Linked DNA regions of Rattus norvegicus: region 1 is linked to region 2. A link is a contact called in public Hi-C data. All regions are on one chromosome and are shown on one strand. The core of a region is the stretch at or near the end of the contact, and the rest is flanking DNA. Distances in the headings are between cores, read along the strand shown. Region 1 holds the start of Shroom1 (shroom family member 1). Region 2 holds the start of Hspa4 (heat shock protein family A (Hsp70) member 4).

Region 1 (4,505 bases), core at 1,631-4,130, 170 kb after region 2:
ACATATGAAGCTTGGCAGAGTGCCTTGAAAACCAACCAACCAACAGCTGTATGTTTGTATGTATACATGCATGCACACATGCATATGTGTGTGTGTATGGTAAACAGCTGGGTTTGTTGGCTCAGCATGTGGAAGTTTATCTGGAGGTTCTAGCAGGCAAAGACTGGTCCCCATCTGTGTGGGCAAGGGACATACATGGAGAATAGGAACACCTATCTGGCCACCTAGATCAGCTGAGTCAACTCTGGTAATCAGTGGGGTGACAGAGGTCACAGCCGGTTGCCCTCACATCTGTGGCTTAGCACTTAGGAAGCCCAGGCATAAGAATTGTGAAATCAAGGCCAGCCTGGTCCTGAGACTGTCTCTCAAATGAAACAGAAAGGTAAAAACGTTGCCCTGAAGGGGGCGTCTACAGTTTAAGCGGACATTTGCATTTAAGCAATGATTCATGCTTTGTTGGAATTTCAGAAATAGATGTTTGACTGGAGAGATGGCTCAGAGGTTAAGACTGTGTACTGCTGTTCCAGAGGACCTGGGCACAGTCTCAGCACCCACGTCTGCCATTATACAGCTGCTTGAAACTCTAGCTCCAGATCTGCTGCCATCTTCTGGCCTCTGTGGGCACTGCATTCAAATATATAAACACACCAGACACACACATAGGCACAATTACAAAATAAAAGGCGTAGGCGGACAACATGGTTTTGTTGAACAATTTCTGAATTGCCTTTTTTGTTGTTGGTGGTGCTGGCGTTTTGTTTTGTTTTGTTTTTGAGGCAAGATTTCACACAGGCCCGGTTGGCCTCAGCTCACTATGTAGCTGAGACTGGCTTTGAACTCCTAAACTCCTCCCTGTACCTCCTGAGTGCTGGAGTCATGGATGTGCTCCATCATGCCTGTCATAAAGGTCTTTCTTTTTTCAGCTCAGATGACAAGTGTCACCTGTTCCTCATTCTCTCTGGGTGTGGTGTATGCATGTGTACCCCCGCCCTGTGTGTGTGTGTGTGAAGGCCAGAGATCACCATTGGGTATTTTCCTCGTCCGGGAATCCACTTACACACACACACACACACACACACACACACACACACACACAACATGTCCCCGGCACTGGGTAACAAATGTAAGCTGTGACAGCTAGCTTTTTATTTTTTTAAAGATTTATTATATATGAGTACACTGTTGCTATCTTCAGACACACCAGAAGAAGGCATCAGATCCCATTACAGATGGTTGTGAGCCACCATGTGGTTGCTGGGATTTGAACTCCAGACCCCTGGAAGAACAGACAGTGCTCTTAACCACTGAGCTATCTCTCCAGCCCGACAGCTAGCTTTTTTTTTTTTTTTGGTTCTTTTTTTTCGACAGCTAGCTTTTTACTTAGGTGCTGCAGACCCAAACTTAGCTCCTCATGCTTGAGTGGCAAGCACTTTACCCACTGACCCATTGCTCCATCACCCACCCACCAGCCTCATGGTGAGCAAGCTCTGTGACTCCAACCCTTTATAAGTCTGGCCATACAGGGGACTCTGGAGAAGAACTCTCCCAAAGTCTCAGAAAGCATAGAGCCACCAAAGAGGAGAGCCATCTAGATTCTCATTTTTTTATGAGACAAAGTCTCCTTACATAGCCCAGGCTGGCCTGGATCTAGAGTTACAGACAGTAGTGAGCTGTCACATGAAAGCTGGGAACCAAACCTAGGACCTCTATTGGGGCAGTAAGTACTCTCAACCATCCATTCAGTCATCTCTCCAGTCTACCATATACAAATGAGAGAGAAGGGGGAGGGGAGGGGGAGGAGGAGGGGAGGGAGAGGGGAGGGGGAGGGGAGGGAGAAGGGGGGGAGGGAGAGAGAAACTAGTTGCAAAAGCAGCTACTTGAGAAGACTCATTGACTATCCCAGATGGAAACACTGGCTCATTCTCAAAGTGTGGACTGTGTTTGTATTTTGTCTGTGTCCAATCTGATTGCAGACCTGCTTGTGCCCTGATCATCACCGCCACAGAATGACCCGTGTATGCCTTGTGCAGAAGTTTGTGTTCATGAGGAAGCCGAGGCCTCCCGTGAATGTTGGCTCAGCACCTGGCATCACCAACATCTAACTGGCATTGGTAGGCCAGCTTCTAGGCCTTGGAGTCGGCTTTTCCTCCTCACAGAAGAAAAGTGGAACAGGGCAGGGTAGGGGGTGTCTCAGGAGTCAGGCTCCTTGGCTGTCTCCTCTATCCCTAGAAGACCCAGGGAAATAGAGACCTCTAGGCCCAGGCCCTGACTCTCTGATGGAGTTCTGCCTCTCAGTTCCTACGATGGGTACTCACAGACTTTGGAAAGTTCAACAACAGACAGCATAGTGGCAGGTGAAGACAGATCACTTTTTTTCCCCTCTGAGACAAGATTTCTCTGTGTAGCCCTGGCTGTCCTGAAACTCATTCTGTAGACCAAGCTGGCCTCGAACTCACAGAGATCTGCCTGCCTCTACCTCCAAGTGTTGGGATTAAAGGTATGTGCCACCACTGCCCAGCGACGGAACATTCTTTCATATTCTTAAATTTTTTATTTATGTGTGTCTGTGCACCATGTGCGTGCCTGGTGCCTTCAGAGGTCAGAGGAGGGTGTTGGATCCCCTAGGATTAGAGTTATAAATGATTGTGAGCCACCACACTGGAGTCCTACTTAGGTCCTCTGCAAAAGCATCGTGTGGTCTAAATCACTGGGCCACCTCTAGCCAACTGCTCTAGCCCCAGCAGAAGCAGATGCGAGCGCATATATTCACAGGTATGGAGGGAGCTATGAGAAAGAAGGAGACAAAGACGAAGAGGAGTTACTGTGGAAGGAGTCCAGTAGGTGGCATGGTTTTGGAAGTGTGGGTCTGAAGAGCGAGTTGATCAGGTAGCCAGCCTTCCGAAGCACACTCAGAGGGAAGACAGGAGACAGGAACTCCAGGCGCATCTGTTTTCTCGGTGGAGTTTCAGAGAACCGGCCAGGAGAGATGGTCCAGTGGATAAAGGTTCATCTCACCAAACCAGATCTCCTGAGTTGGATCCCAGTCCTCCACAGGGTGGAAGTAAAGAACCCACTCCTCCACAAGGGAGCTTCCCCCATTACTTATTTACCAAATAAGTAAGTAAATAAATAAATGTAACTTTATTTTAAGATTAAAAAAAAAAAAAAAAGGGTGAGCCTTTGTTGCTCCGGGGCGGGTTTGACCTCTGCACCGAGGAGCCTGTTGGTCCTAAATTCTTGCCTGCTCGCTTGGAGCGAGTGCGATCGCCCTGGGGCTTGAGTTCTCTGCAGTGGTTAGAGGTCCAGGACCCGGGACTGGGACCACGTACAGAATCACAAGAGGAAGGGGCGCGGCTCCCAGAGCCCCGCCACCACTCGAGACTCCCGCCCCTCCTCGGCCGGAGGTGGCGCCTCCCCTGCGGCGGCCGGGGACTGGAGGTGGCGTCGGGAGCTGGAGCCCGGGGCTCGGATGTCACTGGGTGATCGCCGGAACCCTGGAGCGCGTCTCGGGCTGGAGCCACAGGTACGACGCAGCGGGACCGGGTGAGGGGGCACACAGCACGCGGTCCACAGATCCGCTTCCCAGGAGGGAGACACGGACGGGAGGGTCGGGTTGGCGACAGCGGTGGCCGCGTAGCAGCCTGACCGTCCTTCTGTCTGGACCTTTCGACCGGGAGTCCAGACAGGCTGCGCCAGTGGAGTCGGGCCCCTGCGCACCTTTACTCTCCGGCCGGGCCTGGCAGGGGACAGAGCTGTCCAGGTGGCCCAGCTGTGGCAGGGACTCAGCGTACGCAGTGCCGTCCGCCTGGCGACCCTCTATTCTTGAGCTGGAGAATCTAGGTCCCTCCCAATCCCCGATCTTCCCGGATCATGAACTCCACAGAAAAGGCCTAGAAATACGCTGATCAGAGGCCACCCTCTCTCCTAGTGTCCCAAGCGCCCCTTTCCTCACCTCTTGGTGTGGTTCTGCTGCCCCTTGTGGTCCCCAGGGCTTAGCTCCAATCCTCTTTTTCACTTTGCTTAGAATTTGAAGCACCAGGTATGTGCTCTGCCCGTGGCAGTGACCATCCATATCCATGTGTCAGTCACACGCTGCTTTTTCTACCCCTCCTGGAAGTTGGGTCTCACCAGGGTCTGCTCAAGGCCAGCAGAGACTGTATAACCAGCCACTACATTGTAGAACAGATGTCGCAGAGGGGTGCACTGTCACCCATACCTTTGGGGAATAGGTAAGATAACCAAGGAGTTTGCCAGAAAGCTCACCCATCGGACCTAGCCTGGAATGCTAGGATTTAAGGTCTGAACGGGAACCCTGAACCTCTGACTCTAGGAGAGTCAGGGAGTGCAGTTACAGTCCCTCCAGGTACTGAGGGAAGGCTGGAGGCAAGGAGAGGCCTGCACAGGCCCTCACAGGAAGACAGATGGGAGGTGGCCCTTAAGAGGACAGTTTCATTCCAGATTAGCTTTGAACTTGTCTTTTCTCCTATACCTCTCCTGTCCCCTGA
Region 2 (4,799 bases), core at 820-3,319:
AGCTCAGTGGTAGAGTGCTTACCTAGGAAGCGCAAAGTCCTGGGTTCGGTCCCCAGCTCCGAAAAAAAAGAACCAAAAAGGGGTTGGGGATTTAGCTCAGTGGTAGAGCGCTTACCTAGGAGGCGCAAGGCCCTGGGTTCGGTCCCCAGCTCCGGAAAAAAAAAAAAAAAAAACTAACCAGAATACCTAGTTAAAAATGACAAATGGAGAAAGAGCTTGGCAATTGGAGGAGAGAGGGAGGGTGAAAATTGACTTTGATAATGGTACCAGAGCTTTGTGACTCCGAACTTGAAAACTGGATAACAATAGCTTAGTTGGTAGATTGCTTTGTATGCAGGAAGCCCCGAATTCAATCCCCATCGTATAAAAACTGGGTATTGTGACGGAGGAAGGATGGGTAAGACTCATTCTCAGACACAAAGTTACTTCAATACAGTCTGGGATACAGAAAAGCTGCGTGGAAGGTTGGTTAAAAGCACGAGATGAAAACAATGACCTGAGACTGTGAACCCAGAAACAAGAGAGCTTCTTCCAAAGTTTATTTAAAGAATTGGGTAGATGAGGTTGGGGATTTAGCTCAGCGGTAGAGCGCTTGCCTAGGGAGCGCAAGGCCCTGGGTTCGGTACCCAGCTCCGAAAAAAAGAAAAAAAAAAAAAGAATTGGGTAGATTAAAATCTTTTTTTAAGACCGGACTTTCTTTTCTGTGTAGCCCTGGCTGTCCTGGAATTGCTCTGTGAACCAGACTAGCCTCGAACTCACAGTAATCGGTCTGCCTCTGCCTACCAAGAGCCTGTGCCACCATCGCCGGACCAAAAAAAAAAAAAAAAAAATTTTAACACACCTGTAATCCCAGACACTGGGAGACAGAAGTAAAAAAATAAAAATTTCAGGTCATCCTGGGCTACATATGTGGAAAAAACTACATATATTTAAAAAGTAAGACTCCCTTTTACTCCAGCAAGGTCTGGGTGAGTCATCTTTTTTGCCGATTTGTCTACACCGATCCCGTAACTTCATGTAAGTTCTAGAAGTCAAAGTGAGTCCTTGAGTCATGCATCAACAATTGTGGCAACCTTCCGGCTGGAATTCATTAGCATGAAAAACTAATGCTATTAAGGAGTAGGTGAGCAGCCTGGGTGAAGAATTACCCAACATAACTCAATATCCAAAAACGAATGGAGGGAGTTAAAACGCTATCAAGAAAAGCATCGGCTTTATTAAATCTCGTTATGTATCCTGGTCACCCCAATTGCGAGCTGCTGGGAAAAAGGGCGTGAGCCATGGGTACTCATTCTCCGCATCTTCCGGGCGCCACCCCGCCCCCACTCACGTGGGACTCAGACCGCTTCCCAGTCCCGAGACCAAAATCTGCAAGTTAACTTTTATTAAATGTTCGCGGTGTGCAGAGTTCGAACCTCTACTGGATTCAACTAGCTCAACAAGCCCTGCGCCCAGTTTCAGAGCTAACCCCCGACACCCCCCCCCCAAAAAAAAGAGGTGAGAGCGGTCCATCCTACGGTCTCAGGCCCGCCTTCCCTTTCACTTCCTACTCGTGTCCTCCGCCGATCAGACTACCGGCTCAAAGCCTTCGTTTGGACCGCGCGAAAGGCCTCGTGCCTGGCGCAGGCCCAGGCTCCGAAGCAGGTGGCAGCCGCGGGCGACCCGGCACTCGGCGGGGGTCTCCTGCGGACCCTCCACTGGAAAGCGAGGCGACCCCACCATCCAAACCCACACTTACGGCGTGCAGCGGTCGCTATACTCATTAGCGATCGTCTCAATGCCGCCGGCGCGGGCCACAGCGACATAGCAGCTCTGAAAGCCCAGGTCTATGCCCACCACCGACATGGCGCCGGCTACTGCTCGGGCTCGGGCCCAGGGCCGGCCGCCGACACTGCACACGGAACCCGACGGGGTTGGCGCGTGGAGAGGGCGCGCCGCGTGGGCTGATGGAGCACCGCGGCTGGGCGGGCGAAGCCGGACGACCGTCCACGAGGATGCTTGGGTCCTTGAAAAAGACGGGCCTCTACCGCTCAGGCCGGCTCCGGCTCCACGGCCGCAGAAGAGGCGCCGGTAGTGGGGGCGGAGAAGATCTCGAAGGCTCTCGTTGCGACAGGAGCAAGGCTGCAGCGCGAGAATTGCGCTGGAACGAAATATTCTCGCGAGATCCCAGCTCAGACGCTTTTCCTCCTGAGGCTCCTCCCGTTTGACAAAGTATTGCGTCACATCCTAGCACAGGAAACGGGAAAGGAAGTGGGCGGACGAAAGCTGTCCGACGCGAAGTTGTCAACTGAGCCTGCGCGGAGAAGCCCCTACAGCCGCGCTGAACTGTAGTGCGCCGCCCATCCAGAAGTAAGGAGAGCGGGAGTGAGACAATACTTCAGAAAGCTGCATCGAGCCCACTTCCGCCGTCCTCGTCACCGCGGAGGAACTTCCGGCAGTGACTTCGCAAGCCCTCCGCAGTTTTTATAAGGGCCCACTGTGAACTGAGTTAATTCTGCAGTTGCTAAGAGTCCTCTGTTTCAGCTTGGTTCTACGTAAAACTCAGTGTTAAAAACAAACGCTAACGAAGAAAAGAGGAATCCACTCTTCAACCTAATTCACGTCCCTAGGTCAGAGAAGAGACCTTTCAGTCATAGATGTCCCTGAGCTGGACACAAGGGTCCAGATAACATGTTCCGTGGAGTGGAAGGTCTAAGACCAGTGTCAAGTTTACTTGATGCTAATACATATATTATTATATAGAGTAGGTGGGGAGGTGGCAAAATCTCATGCAGTTTCCACGGATGACCTTGAAATTCTAAAGCACTTGTTTTTGTCCTTAGTGCTGGGATTACAGCCCTGCCCCCCACGATATCTGCTTTAGGCTAAAGAATCTGAAACTACAGCGACGCCGGATTGAGCCAGTTGCTGAGAGTTGGAGAGGAGGCCAGCTTCAAAGCATTTCTGATAATCTACCCACACAGATTACAGAAGGAAAATCCTGAGTCTCCCAGTTTCCAGCTGTTTTGTGGCTGGGGATATATAATACAGTGCTAGAATACTTGCAGGCTCAAGACCTCAGATTGGATCCCCAACACCTCAAAATTGTCAGAATTTTCAAATTTCGCTTATCTGTACCCTCTTTTTAAAAGGTGCCTAACAGTGTAAGCTTCAACACAATAAACTGTGCTGGAGGGCTGGAGAGATGGCTCAGTGGTTAAGAGCACCGACTGCTCTTCCAGAGGTCCTGAGTTCAAATCCCAGCAACCACATGGTGGCTCACAACCATCTGTAATGGGATCTGATGTCCCCTTCTGGTGTGTCTGAAGACAGCTACAGTGTACTCATATACAAAATAAATAAATAAATCTTTAAAATAAATAAATAAATAAATAAATAAATAAATAAATAAACTGTGCTGGAGAGATGGCCCACAGTTAATATTTGCTGTGAAACAATAAAGTCTGGAGTTTGAATCCCACCACACCTATAATCTAGACCCTAAGCAGGACAAAGACAAGAAGTTAACTGGAGGGGCTCCCTGACTACCAGCCTAGTCCAAAAACTAGAGCTACAGTTTCAGAGAGAGACCCTGCCTCCAAAACTTACATCAGGGTGCAACAGAGGATATCTTCTCTCCTCAAGCCTCTGTGCAGCGCATGGCCAGCCTCACATCATTTCCACACAGGGGTGCACAGGCACAAACCCTGGTTTATCCCTATCAGGAGGGAGTAAAAGGATTCTAGTAAAAGGTAATGAGTGAGGGTTAATAGCCTAAAGGGTTCAGCACCTGAGAAACTCCCTTCTGGTAGTCAGGAGCAAGAAGGCTCCAGACCAGGGATCAACATGACTGAACTTCCGACAGAGATGCCAACATAGAACGACCCCACCAAGATGCAGGAGTATGGGAAAGCAGAAAAGTCTTCCCAGCCAAAAGTTCCCTCCGCTGCCCTACAAAATCCCAAATCCCCAGAGCCCCGACACACTCTCCTCTCCCAGGGAGGAAAATCTGTCCTTCAGTTATTTTGATTAAGATATGATTCTGACCCTGTAAGGGGTTAGTCTTCCCTTTTATTTCCACGTCACCTCGATCCATCCTGGCCTAACACTAAGAGTCATTGGCATAAAATGGTGGCAATGAGGAAGGCTTTCCACCAAAGAAAAAGGCCAAGGTAGAGGAAAAAACTAGCAATACATTATCTAGTGTGGTTTCAACAGTAAGGGTGTTTTTTTTTTTTTTTCAATCTCTCTGTGTGCCGTGGTCCGCATGTAGAGATCAGAGGATGACTGTGGGTTCCAGGGACTGAACTCAGGCGTGAGGCTCAGTGGCACCTGCAGAGTCTTCTGACCAACTGTTACAGCGCCTGGCCCATAGTAAGTGTGGTATTGCTAGAGGACAGATCCAGTAAGAGCAATCACCCAAAAAGCTAACGTCAAGCAAGCAAAGCCCTTTCCCGTTTCTTGGAAGGAGGAGTCTCTCTGAATCTATCCCTGCCCCTGGAGACTTTTTCATTCTCTAGTAGACAAAATGGTACCACCTTTAAATTTGCCAATTACCGGAAGTTCTCACATTTGAACTAAAGACAATAACCAGATGCTACTACTGGACAGGGTAATAGGGTTTTATAAATGGATACAAGAAAAGCCTTTAAAAAATAAATGAGTCTTCTTCGGGAAAACACCAAATGGCAGATGACGCGGGTGCAGCGGGAGGGCCCAGAGGTCTCAGGGGTCCAGGATTAGGAGGCAACGGCAGCTTCCGCGGAGGATTCAGCAGAGGCCTTAGGGGCCAAGGTCGTGGCCCTGGCCATGGCCGTGGA

Evidence for each region. Hi-C and Micro-C count contacts between places; a contact is called where the count stands out from the background.
Region 1: a Hi-C map of liver shows a contact between it and region 2, with 3 times the contacts expected there. The contact joins the promoter of Shroom1 here to the promoter of Hspa4 in region 2. A contact is called at or near these places in 2 of 12 Hi-C or Micro-C datasets (kidney and liver).

The regions. Positions count from the first base shown.
Region 1 is chr10:38,119,091-38,123,595 of GRCr8, forward strand. It overlaps Shroom1 (shroom family member 1), which reads left to right and starts at 2,881. Exons shown (of 8, transcript XM_006246367.5): 1 at 2,881-3,523. The coding sequence starts at 3,470.
Region 2 is chr10:37,947,766-37,952,564 of GRCr8, forward strand. It overlaps Hspa4 (heat shock protein family A (Hsp70) member 4), which reads right to left and starts at 2,070. Exons shown (of 19, transcript NM_153629.1): 1 at 1,739-2,070. The coding sequence starts at 1,845. It also overlaps the pseudogene Rps2-ps16.